Linked DNA regions of Sus scrofa: region 2 is linked to region 1. A link is a contact called in public Hi-C data. All regions are on one chromosome and are shown on one strand. The core of a region is the stretch at or near the end of the contact, and the rest is flanking DNA. Distances in the headings are between cores, read along the strand shown.

Region 1 (5,863 bases), core at 1,464-3,963:
CTCCTTTATCATATTCTTAAAAAGGTCTGTGATTTCCATAAAGATTAGGGCCATCACTCTAATGTGCAAGCAGATGGAGGAGGAAGATGAATTGCTAAAGGAGTGATCCTGTGGTTAGAGATGCTATTGGGCTTTCCCTAGGATTTTCCCATAAATACAGAAGTAATCTGTGGTCGATGATAGATGAAAAAGTAGTTTCAAATGAAACCATACTTTGCATGTGCTAGAGTAACTCAGTAAAGAGACTTGGGTTGAGTTATTTTGTGAAGAAAAGAATTTAAGAAAAACATCTTTCTGTGTGCGGAAGTTCTGATTTTGTATATAACTCTCCCTAGCTGTCCATGGCCATCCCACTACTGCCACCATGACTGCTGCTCCCGTGAATTCTATCAGAAGTTATCATTTAGTTTGTGCCTACCACGTCCACAGACTCTGTGTATGTTCTTCTGAATTCACAACCACTGTACATGGCAGTTATCTGAGACCAAGCCTCAAGAGGCTAGGAAACTTACTCTAAACAAGATAGCAGATATTCAGTGGAGCTAAGGTCTGAACTCAGCACTGGCAGATTTTAAAGGTTTTTTTCCCTAGCATGACAATGATTTACTTTACTGTAATGTGGTTTAATCAAGGTGTTTCTGATTTCAAATAACTGAAATGAATTTGAACTAGCTTTAACTAAAAAGAAGGACGTAGAGTGTCTTAAGGGACTCAAAGATGGGAACATAGCTGGCTTCTGGAAGAAACTGGAACTGAGAACTGAAAAGCCATCATTTTCTTTCTCCGACTCTTATCTTACCTTCTCTCTTGGACATTGGCTTTGTTGTTCTCTCTCTGGCTTTTTCTGCCACTCATCTAGATGATGGAATATGGCTACTATACAGCTTCTGCCAAGCACAATAATTATCTGTCCCCCAATCCAGATTCCAAATTCCTGGTAGGGAAAATCTGATTGGCTCTGCTTCAGACAGACATCCATTCTGGGTCCAATGAGATCTTCAGCTTCAGCAAAGGAGGCAGAATCACGTCATCCAAACATGGCTGCCTTGGGATTTGGGGTCACTCTCCTTTACTGGTAGGAATATCTGACGCCTGTCTTTTCTCACTCACCTAGTTTGACTACAGCTGGTTTTGGGTACTCTTATTACATGGAGAAGCTAAGAGTTCCCTCCAGGTCTGACTCATGACTATAGCTCTTGGAATAAAAGACAAGATTAGGACAGGCTTGACCAATATATTGTCATATCAATAACTGTCCCCTTTTGAGGTATGTCATCATAGCCCCCTGAATCTTTATAGCTCAAGTGTCTTTACATAGACACACACAGACACACACACACAGATACACACACACATATAGGAGTATGGTTATAGTTTCTGTTCAGAGGAAACCACTTGCCTTCTTGGAAATTGACTTTTGCTTTAAGCTGCAATGTCCACAATGCCACTGACTCTTTGCCAATATAAAGCTAATAAAACACTCCATGAACCTGTCCTCTTGTTACTGTCTCTTTATGATAATGTTAAGAGTCCTTTCCCTACTAGTCACTACTTATCACGAAGTGAGTCAAATTACTCTCATTGGGTCTAGTGAGAAGAATAAATTCACCTAGGGCCCTTTGGAACAAATGGTGATCACCAACTCCTTTCTCAGTTGAAGCCGCTTCTGAGGAAGGAGGTCAAATCTCTGCACCCAGTTAGATCCACATATCCTCTCACTATATTCTCCTACAGCTGCAAAGAGAAACTCAAGGAGAAACATTTGTCATTACTTTTTTTCCCGTAGGTGGCCCAAACTTAGGAATATTAAGTATTCTGAAAGTTTGTTTGCAGGTCAGTGGTTTAGAACTTGGAACTCATTTTACTATGGAAACCATATTATACTTGTGAGATTAGGTTTCTACCCAAACTGTAAGTGATCATTTGGTCTACAACACAGCTGAATTGGTATCCTTGTCATTAAAATGAGAGTCTGGCTCTTTTATGTCTAAAGCCCTGAATTCACGAGCTTCCTGAATAATAATTCCCTTGCATTTCTCTAAAGTTTGATACTCTTGGACCTTGCTTTTTTTTTTTTCCCTCACTCTAAAGAAGGTGGGGGAAACCATGGCGCTGTGTAGGTAGCTGATTGGTGTGGGCTTGAGGTATGGAAAGATGCAGGAGTGCTAGATGGCATGAAAGGAAGAGCAAGGTGGAGAGAAGTGAGTTTGATGTCCTTAGTAACTCTCATGGGCAACATAGGCAAGGCTGGGGTGAAAAAGTAGAGAGGAAGAATAACTGGCTGTAACATTTGATAAATAGGTATTGCCATTAGTTAGTCAATGCCTGCTTGTAAAATATTAACTATTTTTTCTTGTATGCAGTCGAGTTGTTCTTTCCCTTCGATTAGTCTACAGTAAATTAATAATGAGTTCTCCAGTAGTCCCCATTTGTTTAGCTGAATTCCTAGACTCCTCTCCCTGGAATGAGGCAACATGACTGCATAGAAGACCAGCCAGGTACCGGGAGATGGGCACTGCCCTCTATTTGCACGGCCGTGTTATGTCATCACTGTGTGCCTTTGTGGGGCTCTTGCATATGTGGCTTTGGCAGGTGATTTCATCCCCTTTTTGACTTGGACCCAGGCAACTTTACATTCTCAGCAAAACAGATGGACAACAAGGGTGAAAGAGGATCTTGTACTAAAATAGTCTTTGAGTCATGCTCTTTGACTGTTGACTCTTCCAGGAAACTTGCCCCTTCCTCCCTGTAGAAGGTTAATGCTGAGAAGTAATGCCCTCAGAGCTGCTGAACTCGCTTCTCAGTGTATGTTTTCTGTTTTCTTTTTGGTTGAGATTGGGATTTTGCTAAGATGGGAGTATTGTCTATTTGTTTTGGCACAACACCTGGCTTGTTGCCCAAAGTAGATATTTAAAAATAGAATGAAAGGTTTCACATTAACCTTCTATTTTTGCCCTCCTTCCAAAAAAGATCCTGATAGGCGAACAAGGGGAGCTTGATTTCACTTATAAAGTTTATTTCGGGCTGCTGGGCGCTCTAGCAGAAAATCACTTGACTTGGTTATTAGGTTCTAGTCCATGTTGTGTGAGTAATAGCCTGTTTGACTCCAGGAAAGTCTGTTCATTTTTCATTACTCAGTTTTCTCATTTGCGAAAGGGAAATAATGCAACTTCAACTAGAAGGTGTTTGTGGAAGCACTCAGATGAGGTCACATTGCCATAGTAACCTAGGTTTTGATAGTTTTAAGAGGTTAGAACAAAATAGTTTATGTTCTATTATAGAAAAGATTTATTTGCTTAGATTTTATTTGCAGAGATTTATTCTAAGCCTGGGGTATTGTGCTCAATGTCTTTTACTCAGTCATTGCAGAAAAGAGGTAATAGTGTTCCGTCCTTCGTCATTTCATCCTCATTTGATTTTCTTGAATGCAGTAGAAAAAAGCATAGCGCAATTCAGAGCATGGTGTGGATCACAATGCTTCTGCTTGTTTGGGGGCACTTACTGTTACCATGTTGTCTGAAAAGAGGCATGAGCTGATGTGATGTCACAGGAGCATCTGGAGCAATCTCGACTGAAACGATTAGCATGAGCTGGGCAGGTGGCCACCCAAGTTTAACTGCCTTCTTTTGAGGATGATGGTATTTGATTTCTGCTTCCTCATTTCCAATTGTGGAAGTGGTTGGTAGGTACTGCACCATCTATATTGTACAAGGTTCTTTAGCGGTATGTGTAAAAATTGCAGGTTAAAGTTTTCTCTAGAATCTAAGTAATCCAGTGTCGTTAACATTGGTCACTCTGAAAAGGTTTGTCTCTGTTGATCAAAGAGCCTACAATTTTTTTTTTTTCTACAGCTGTACCTGGAGCACATAGAATTTGCTGGGCCAGGGGTTAAATCAGAGCTGCAGCTGGAGCCTATGCCATAGACACAGCAGCACTGGATTCTGAACACAGTGAGCGAGACCAGGGATTGAGCCTGCGTCTCACAGAGACAACATCAGGTCTTTAACCTGCTGAGCCATAATGGGAATTCCACAAATCCACCAAGAAAAGTTTAAGCCTGTATGTGTACATTAGGTCATAGGAAAGGAAGACAGATTCTTGACAAAGGCCTCCTAATCCTAATAGAATGGTCAAGGAACCTTGTACCCCATTTCTATCATGTGCCTTGATTTGTTCTCATCCTTACATGGAATGGTGATCTTCTACTCACTCCATTTCTCAGCTTGGTATATTAATGACTGTTATCTTTATTCACTGATGCCTATCGGAACAGTCATAAAATACCCTTTATGTCTTTAGATAAAATTTGGAACTTTAACCTGTCACTGATAAGCCTCTGTGTTGAAGAAAGCACTAGATACTAACAACAATTACTAATAAAGTGAGGGCTGATTTTCTATGATTATCTTTTGCTTTTGTAATAGCTTGAGCAAATTTAAAATGAGTCATTTTCAAGTTACTGTTATTGTTGTTTTTAACCAAATGCCTTGGCTGGAGCATTTTTTTCTGTCATCAGCAAAGCTTATCTGTTCTCTATCTTTCTACCTTTACTCATGCAATTTACTTTTCCCAGTTTCCTCCCTGTTGGCTTCTCACACATCTACCCATTCGACTCTTCCTGTCCTACAGGGCGGGATCACAAAGCTGCCTTCCTGAATCCTGGTGGCCCTGCTCTGACTGGAATCACTGTCTTTACCATCACAACTTGAATGAAGCCTTAAGTTTTATTCATCTTTGTAGTCCCAGTACTTAATAAAGAACCCGGTAGAGAATAGGAGCTTAATAAATGTTTACTGCATGAAGAAATGGGTACTGTAATAGGATAAGAGCTTCATACTAAGGGAGGAAGACCAGAGGAGGCCATCTAACGAGGTTGAGAGGTGGTAGGTAAAGGGGAGGTCCCAGAAGAAATAGACCTTGACATTCTGGGAAGTGAGGAGCTCTTCATCAGGTGAAAAAGGTGGGGAAGACTGGTCTGGGCGAATGGAAAACTGAGGAATTTGTGAATGAGAAATTCAGCGTGGCTGAAAGTAGCTTAGTATGGCTGGAACTTAGATCCAAAGTGCAAAGGGCAGAAGATGAATCTAAAAAAGGTAGGTGAGTTACAGGTTACTTTGAATTTTGTGCCAACTATAATTATTTAGGTTATTAGCCAGAATTAACTCTGTGATGCTCTAACTTAATTGTGTAATACCAGGTGGGATTAGATTGCATGAGGTCATTTGATCAGATGACTTATTACTTAATTTTTATGTAGCAGTTATTTCAAAGTCAGTGGGTGAGGGAGTTCCCATCGTGGCGCAGTGAAAATGAATCTGACTAGGAACCATGAGGTTGCAGATTCTATCCCTGGCCTTACTCAGTGGGTTAAGGGTCCGCCGTTGCCGTGAGCTGTGGTGTAGTTGCATACACGGCTTGGATCTGGTGTTGCTGTGGCTGTGGTGTAGGCCAGCAGCTACAGCTCTGATTGGACCTCTAGTCTGGGAACCTCCATATGTCGCTGGTGCACCTGAAAAAAAAGACAAAAAACCCCCCAAGAGGGTGGGGGGATGTGCTTGGGTTGTGGGATGGAAATCGTATGAAATTGGATTGTGATGATCATTATACAACTACAGATGTGATAAATTCATTTGAGTAATAAAAAAAAATCCCAAAACAAAGTCAGTGGATGGGTATATTAGTCCGTGTTTGAAACACTAGTTTGCCTAATAACAGCCTGAAAGCTTATAAATTGTAGAAGATTCTTCCTAACTTAGAGGTAAAAATATTGGAGTCTTAATCCAACCCTAAATGGATTATATCATGAGCGAATTTTATAGTTGAACTTAGCTTTTAATGAGCGTTTCCAGTATATAAGTTACTA
Region 2 (6,310 bases), core at 1,806-4,305, 84 kb after region 1:
CAGTTTCTTGGTAGGCGAATGTGTCTGCTCTTGGATATTTGTATTATAATATAGTGGTTAGAAACTCTTAGAAATGGTTTAAGTGCCTTTATTGTTCTCCTTCACAGTATGTGAATACAATAGGAATTTGCTTTGCTGTTGTCATCTGTTAATCCTATTGCATTCACCCATGTATTCAGTATGTACTTATTTATGTGCTGAGTATCTGTTATATGCCAGGTGCAATTCCAGATGCGGCTTCAAGCTATGGTTCCATCTTTTTTTGAAAGCTTTTTTGTTCTCAGCACTTTTCACAAGCCTTCTTTCATTTTGAGCCTTAACATTTATGAGATGGTTCTTCAGATTTCATCTCACTCTTGTATTTGTCCTCCATGAAATGCTCCTACTTCATCTTTTGTATCTGATGATTACGGTCTTATCTCACCAGAGCTCTTTCTGTAGCTGTGTGGTTTCTTTTTGCGTTTTGTCTTTTTAAGACTGGATGATACTCAGTGACTTTATCTGTTCGGTTTTATTTTTTAACACCTTCCATCTCTCATTAGTCATCTTTCTTTTCATAGTTTCTGATCACAAGCCCATTCTTATTGTGTGTGTGTGTGTGTGTGTGTGTGTGTGTGTGTGTGAGAATGAATCATCTTTCTGAGTTTGCTAACTGAAAAACATGACATTACAGATGGTTTATTAATATTTACTCTAGTAAAACATAAGTCTAGTATTTAAAGTTATATAGATTGAAGAGATGTGATATTTTAGTATATTTGTGTAGATTATATTATGTCAGAGAGTTAGTTTAAAAGTAGAAACAAGCTATCTTTTTTAAAAAACAAAAAAACCCCAGTTAAACACACCCAGAGATATACATGAGCACTGAGTCGGTAGGCAGAACGTGGGACTTTTAATCCCAGGGTCGTGAGTTCAGCCCCACGCAGAGAGACTCTGGTTGAGCCTGACTTTCTGGTGTTTCGTGGTAAATGCATGACTAAGTCTAGGATTTCCTTCCCCAGCTCTTCTGTGCTTTCTGATAGTAACACTTTCTCCTTGGCTTACACTGCTTCAGCTTTACCATCTAGTTCTTTTTTGCTGATCAATTTTAAATCTCAAACAGCACGCGCTCTAGATGTTTCAGATCTCCTCTGAAAAACTGAAGTGTGTGCAAGAAAAGACCTTTATTAGCAAGTTGGATGAGGTTTCTAAAGGGGACCTGAATTAGAGGCACAGTGTTCATAAGCCTTTGCCTCGTCCTGTCTGCACTTCCATTTCCTCATCAACAAAATGGGGATAGTGATGGAATGATTGTCCTGGAGCTGTTGTAGAGAATAAATGAGTTCATATTGTCTATGTCACAGTGTGCCTTCGATGAATTATTACTGCCATTATTGTTATTCTTCTGGTTGTTGTCATTGCACCCTCGAGTCTTGTCCCCAGTCTTTTAAACTAAGGAACATCTTCCAGAATCCAGATCAGACCTTGGCCTGAGTGCACAATAATATCAATCTGTTTACTTTTCATCGTAACTCAAGTCTTTTTCACTGTGTTTCCGTCCTTTGTGTCCTAGATTCTAGAGTTTTATAGAAACTTAATAATCTAGGCAGATTCCTTACACCACCTATTATATCAGTTTCCTTCATGTGTATATTCTTACTCAAAGCGTGAATCCACCTTTTCTGACCAGCTTCAAGAGGATATTATGACTTGCTGAGATGGAGCATTCAAAGTTTCTGCTTGAAAGAGAAAAGATTCCCGTGGTGATAGGGGCGCTTAAAATATGTTTAATTACCTGATTATGTTTTTACATAAATAATGATATTCTAGAGTAAAAAAGGCCCGATCCTTCATATACTACCTAACCATGAGTTATGCCAACTCTCTACTTCTTTTGGGCTCAGTACAACAGTTTTAGACCAGATAACCTCAAAAGTTGTTTCCAAGCTTGAAATTTTGTGGTTCTCTTCAACTGTCTTGAGAGCAGCCCCTCTGCTGATGGCCACTTCTGTTCGGGTATGTTTACGCTAGCAGATGTTAATTCCAATCAGTTCAGTTTAATTGCATTTTAACCATCTGCAGAAGACCTTTGTTCTTTGAGATAGCAGAAAGCAAATTAATTTTGGCATAATTAAAAATGCAGCAGGTCATAAAAGTTAAAACAGTTTGATTTATTTCAGCTGATAATCAAATTAGCTTGAGTGCATGGTATTTCCCACAATCATAAAAAATGTACACGATGTCTTTTTTGGAACAGCCTCACAATGGTAGAAAATGGCAGAAAAACTTCTCATAGTAGTTGAGAAAATGTATAATAGAATAAAAAGCAAGCTCTGCCGTATCGAATGCTGATAGTTCCAGGTGGGAAAACCAAGGGTCTCCAGTTAGTTTTTTGAAAACTGAAAGAAGTTATTGGGGTCAGATGTGGTCTTTATGTTTCATGGCAGTTTTATTTTCTTGGAGTGTTTCTATTTCCTAATAATTGTCAGAGCACAGAATAGCTTTAAATAGCATTTCCTGCCTTGCATAATTTACATGAACAAGCAGAGTCTGAAGATCAGAGAGTCATGGGGCTTTACTTCAGTAATCAACTCTAATTTTCATAAGTAAATTCCAGTTCAGGTCTGTGACCTGTCTGTCTCTGATTTAAGTATGTTACAAACAATCACTTTTAAATTCCGTTCATGTTAAAAGTGCTGGGGGCACTATTCTCTTTTGCTAGACTTCTGAGTTTTTCCCCATCTCAAAGCTACAGCAGACTTGCACCACTGCCGATACAGGAGAAATTAGTTGAATGGGCATCAGTTCATTGTTTTCTTCATCTTTGAAATAGAAATTGGAAGGAGGAAGAAACTAAACCTTAAATGTTTGGATAAGCGTGCATTTGGTTTATCTACATAATCACTCTGTTTCCCAGGCCACAAGCCAGGAGGTAGAATTGAATTCTCAATAATAGTAATAAAAAGCATTTTAGAAAGTCCCCCACTAAGCCTGGGGGCTCTCCTTCCCTTCAGACTCCTCTCAGATAGTTGGGGTAGATGAGAGAGTGAGGAGAAGACAGCACTTGCTGATGAGATTGCCATTTGGCTCCCACCTGCTGTCCATTAATCTGTTCCTTTTTGGCTTGGATTCTGGCAGGTCCTGTGAGCTGCCAGGGCTGCCAAGGTCTGATGCCTCCTCAGCATTTTCCCCTTTTCTACCACGCTGGCTTTAGGCCCCACTTGGGGGACCCTGTGTTACTTCAGGTATAGAAAGCAAAACTGTGCTCTTCATGGCATATTGGAATTGTAATAATTTTTTAAGAAAGCAAACAAGTCTTTTAGATGCAGTGGACTTTTACTTGGAGCTGCTCTTCTGGGAGCTGGGCTGAAGGACAGTTGGAAGGACAGATGCTGTACTGTACTCAGATACCTTATCAGTGTAACCTGGTCAGACTCGTAGGTCTTGATCTCTGTTCCATTGGGGGAAACTCTTCTCCAAGAGACCCCAAGATGCCCCTACAGAGATATCTCTGGATAGTTGTTTCTGTTCCCTGGAAATATCTGAAGGCAGAGCTGAACAATATAGAACCTTACCAGAGATGCTATCATTATCTTTTATTGCCATAGGGAATACAGATCCTGTTTCTTATATTTCTTTGATGTTGCTTCCCTCCTTTAGTCAACGAATACTACTTTCCAGGTACCTTTCTAGGTCCGTAGTTGTCACCTGGCATGACTGCATCCAACTGCCTCTCTGCCAGGAAATCTGGACAGTTTTCACCTTCAAAATATGCTCTAAATTATCAGAACTTCTGCTTCTAACATGTATCATCTTGGATTAGACCGCTGCAGTGGCCTCCTAACAGAGCTCTCTGCTGCTCCTTTGTTCTACTACCAGCCTTTCTTCTTATAGTTGCCAGAATAATCTTTAGTAAGTGGAAATCAGATCATGGCACTCCCCTGATTAAAATGCCTTCTCCTCCAGTGGCATCTCATCACGTTTACGGCTTATCATCATAATCTGCTATCTGGCCCTTCCTGACTGTTCCCACATTATCTCCTGTGACTCTTCCCTCTGCTCACTTAGCTCCTTGTAAAATTGGACTGCCTTATTATATGTGTAGATCTTTCCGTTTGCATTACTTGGATAAAAGCTGGACATCTTTCAGATCAAAACCATATGTACATTGGCTGCTTATTTATGGTTCTAAATTATAGACCTCAATGTGATTTTTTAAAATCCTCAGCTATAAAAAAAAAAAAGAAAAGAAAACCTTCAAAAACAGAAGTGATGTTTACTCAGTGTCATCTGGTTCTTACCAGTGTAACAGTTCCAAAGGCTTCTCTCTCTCAATTCTAACCAAATTAATAGCTACTCAATGGGAAGAGTAGATCATGTACATTTGAGCTGAGGGGTCTCTGTCATGAATAAAAAATAAAAACAGAAAGAAAAACAAATGAAGGAAGTATTCTTTGTGTCTCCAGGTCCAGGGACACCAGGGTACCTTTTCTTCCCAAAGATTGTCCTTCATGAATTTCTACAGACAACTTAGGCTATTTGAGTATATAAGGGATAAATTCTTGCAGTCCTATCTGCATCTCCATCCAGTAAGAGAAATTCAACCCTCTATCCTTCACTCCTTGTTCACTTACTTTGCTCCTGATTTTAACACGGAAATATAAAACAGGATTTTCACAAGTTTGGCTAAATTGACCCCAGCCATCCCCCTCCCCAACCCCAATTTGTCATTTACTGGGTTTTTAATGGTTTATCAAGAATATACAGCACACCGTCTTTGGCAGGTGTCTTTTACATAACCAGAGCAGTATTTAAAAGCTGTTGAAGAAGCTCAAGCACTCCTGTGAAAGAGATATGTGGGCACCCCCCCGCCCCCGCCCCCCAGAAAGCTACATAAACAAACGATATTGTTTTGCTGCTATGGGTATCTCCTGGATGGCTGGACATTTCTCCAGGCTTTAATCTTGCGATTCTAACTAGCAGTACTTTCTTTTTATTGAAATTATTTAAAAGAGGAGGCTGATGGGTGAAGGGGGCTCTGTTTGCAAGAAGTCGTTGGTTTAAGTGAGTAGATATCCGGTCCCTGTTTTCTCCTGATATTGAATTGGTAGAAATTATTACCTTTAAAACTAAGCTCATAGTCAATACTTTCATTTCCTTTTTGCACCACCCTTTCAGTTTGTTTGCTTTCTGCATGGACTTTCCAAGAATTACAAGCCTTAAGAGGTTTGAAATGATAATTCCGTCAGTTTTCAAAATTTTTCAAAATTTGCAAAAGTAGTGGTTCAGAGAAAAACGGGCTACTCTACCCCTCAAGTAACATCACTTTTCACCTGACATTTCTCCATGAAAGGTCATGTCGTAGGACAAGAACACGGGGTCTTTTATCGCCTAGAAAATGGAAAACTGAACAAGATGTGTAAATGCTCGAAAGACGGTCACCCACCCTCCACTCTGTTTTCTTTTTTGCGTGCCGTTCGGATCTACCCAGTGTGGTGTATGACGATCATTTTATGGTCTGTGAAGGTCTCTACCTTTTTTTTTTTGGACCATGTGGCTCTTTTACAAATTACCCTTAAGCAGCCCTTTGGTAGGGCAGAGGAATATCCAAATTGACAGCTAATCTGACTTCTTGGCTAAGCCACACCAGACACTGCATGGTCCCTAAACTATTTGATTTTTTCCTTGTCCTATTATTTCTCTCTAAACGACAGAAGAAACCTCGTATCTATTTCTCAGTGCCCGAAAGGACAAAATCTTTGGTGTATTCTTCATGTCCAGTTTTTCTCCAAAAGAGTACTCAAAATAAGTGAAAAAGACACTTGAGGTTTTTGCCTATTTCGAGTGTTGAAAGGTGAGGAATATTCCCAAAGAGTGACAAATTTTAGTTAGTAAGAAGACTCCTTATCCATTCGTAAGGACAGCGGTGACCTGTCCCATGAGTACCTCCTTTGAGAAGTGTGGCAGGGCCGAGTGATCTTGTAGGTTTGGACCCATCGTGAAGACCAAGAGCAGCAGCATCGCCCTTGGTTGTATTAAGCTTCCCAAAACATTAGCCTATAGCAGAGAATAAATGGAGGGGAGAAAGCCTGAAGCTTGAATGACAGACAGACTGTCATATTTTCTTTCTTTACACTTTAGAAGTTCACTTGGACCCCTGCAGAACGTGGTGTCCTGTTGCAGACTGTCAGACAGTGTGCCCTGTTGCATCTAGTGACCCAGGACAGCCGGTGCTGGTGGAGTGTCCTTCTTGCCACCTGAAGTTCTGCTCATGTTGCAAGGATGCTTGGCACGCAGAGGTCTCCTGTAAAGAGAGTCAGCCTGTGGT

The links. A called contact is a pair of places that touch in the nucleus more often than the background predicts.
Region 2: a contact with region 1 is called in a Hi-C map of skeletal muscle, with 5 times the contacts expected there. The contact joins two enhancer-like sites. A contact is called at or near these places in 5 of 47 Hi-C or Micro-C datasets (liver and skeletal muscle) and 1 of 2 datasets of contacts at active chromatin or transcription factors (skeletal muscle).

Annotation. Positions count from the first base shown.
Region 1 is chr7:14,018,213-14,024,075 of Sscrofa11.1, forward strand. The region is part of intron 1 of RNF144B (E3 ubiquitin-protein ligase RNF144B); the gene reads left to right. Among named protein-coding and RNA genes, the nearest start is that of RNF144B, 75 kb to the left of the region's middle. Within about 2 kb of position 2,714, at least 5 of the 83 cell types and tissues checked have an H3K27ac peak or open chromatin away from gene starts, as enhancers often do. A contact at or near this core is called in skeletal muscle, where this site is marked.
Region 2 is chr7:14,101,771-14,108,080 of Sscrofa11.1, forward strand. It overlaps RNF144B (E3 ubiquitin-protein ligase RNF144B), which reads left to right. Exons shown (of 8, transcript XM_021100236.1): 5 at 6,124-6,310. Among named protein-coding and RNA genes, the nearest start is that of RNF144B, 160 kb to the left of the region's middle. Within about 2 kb of position 3,056, at least 4 of the 83 cell types and tissues checked have an H3K27ac peak or open chromatin away from gene starts, as enhancers often do. A contact at or near this core is called in skeletal muscle, where this site is marked.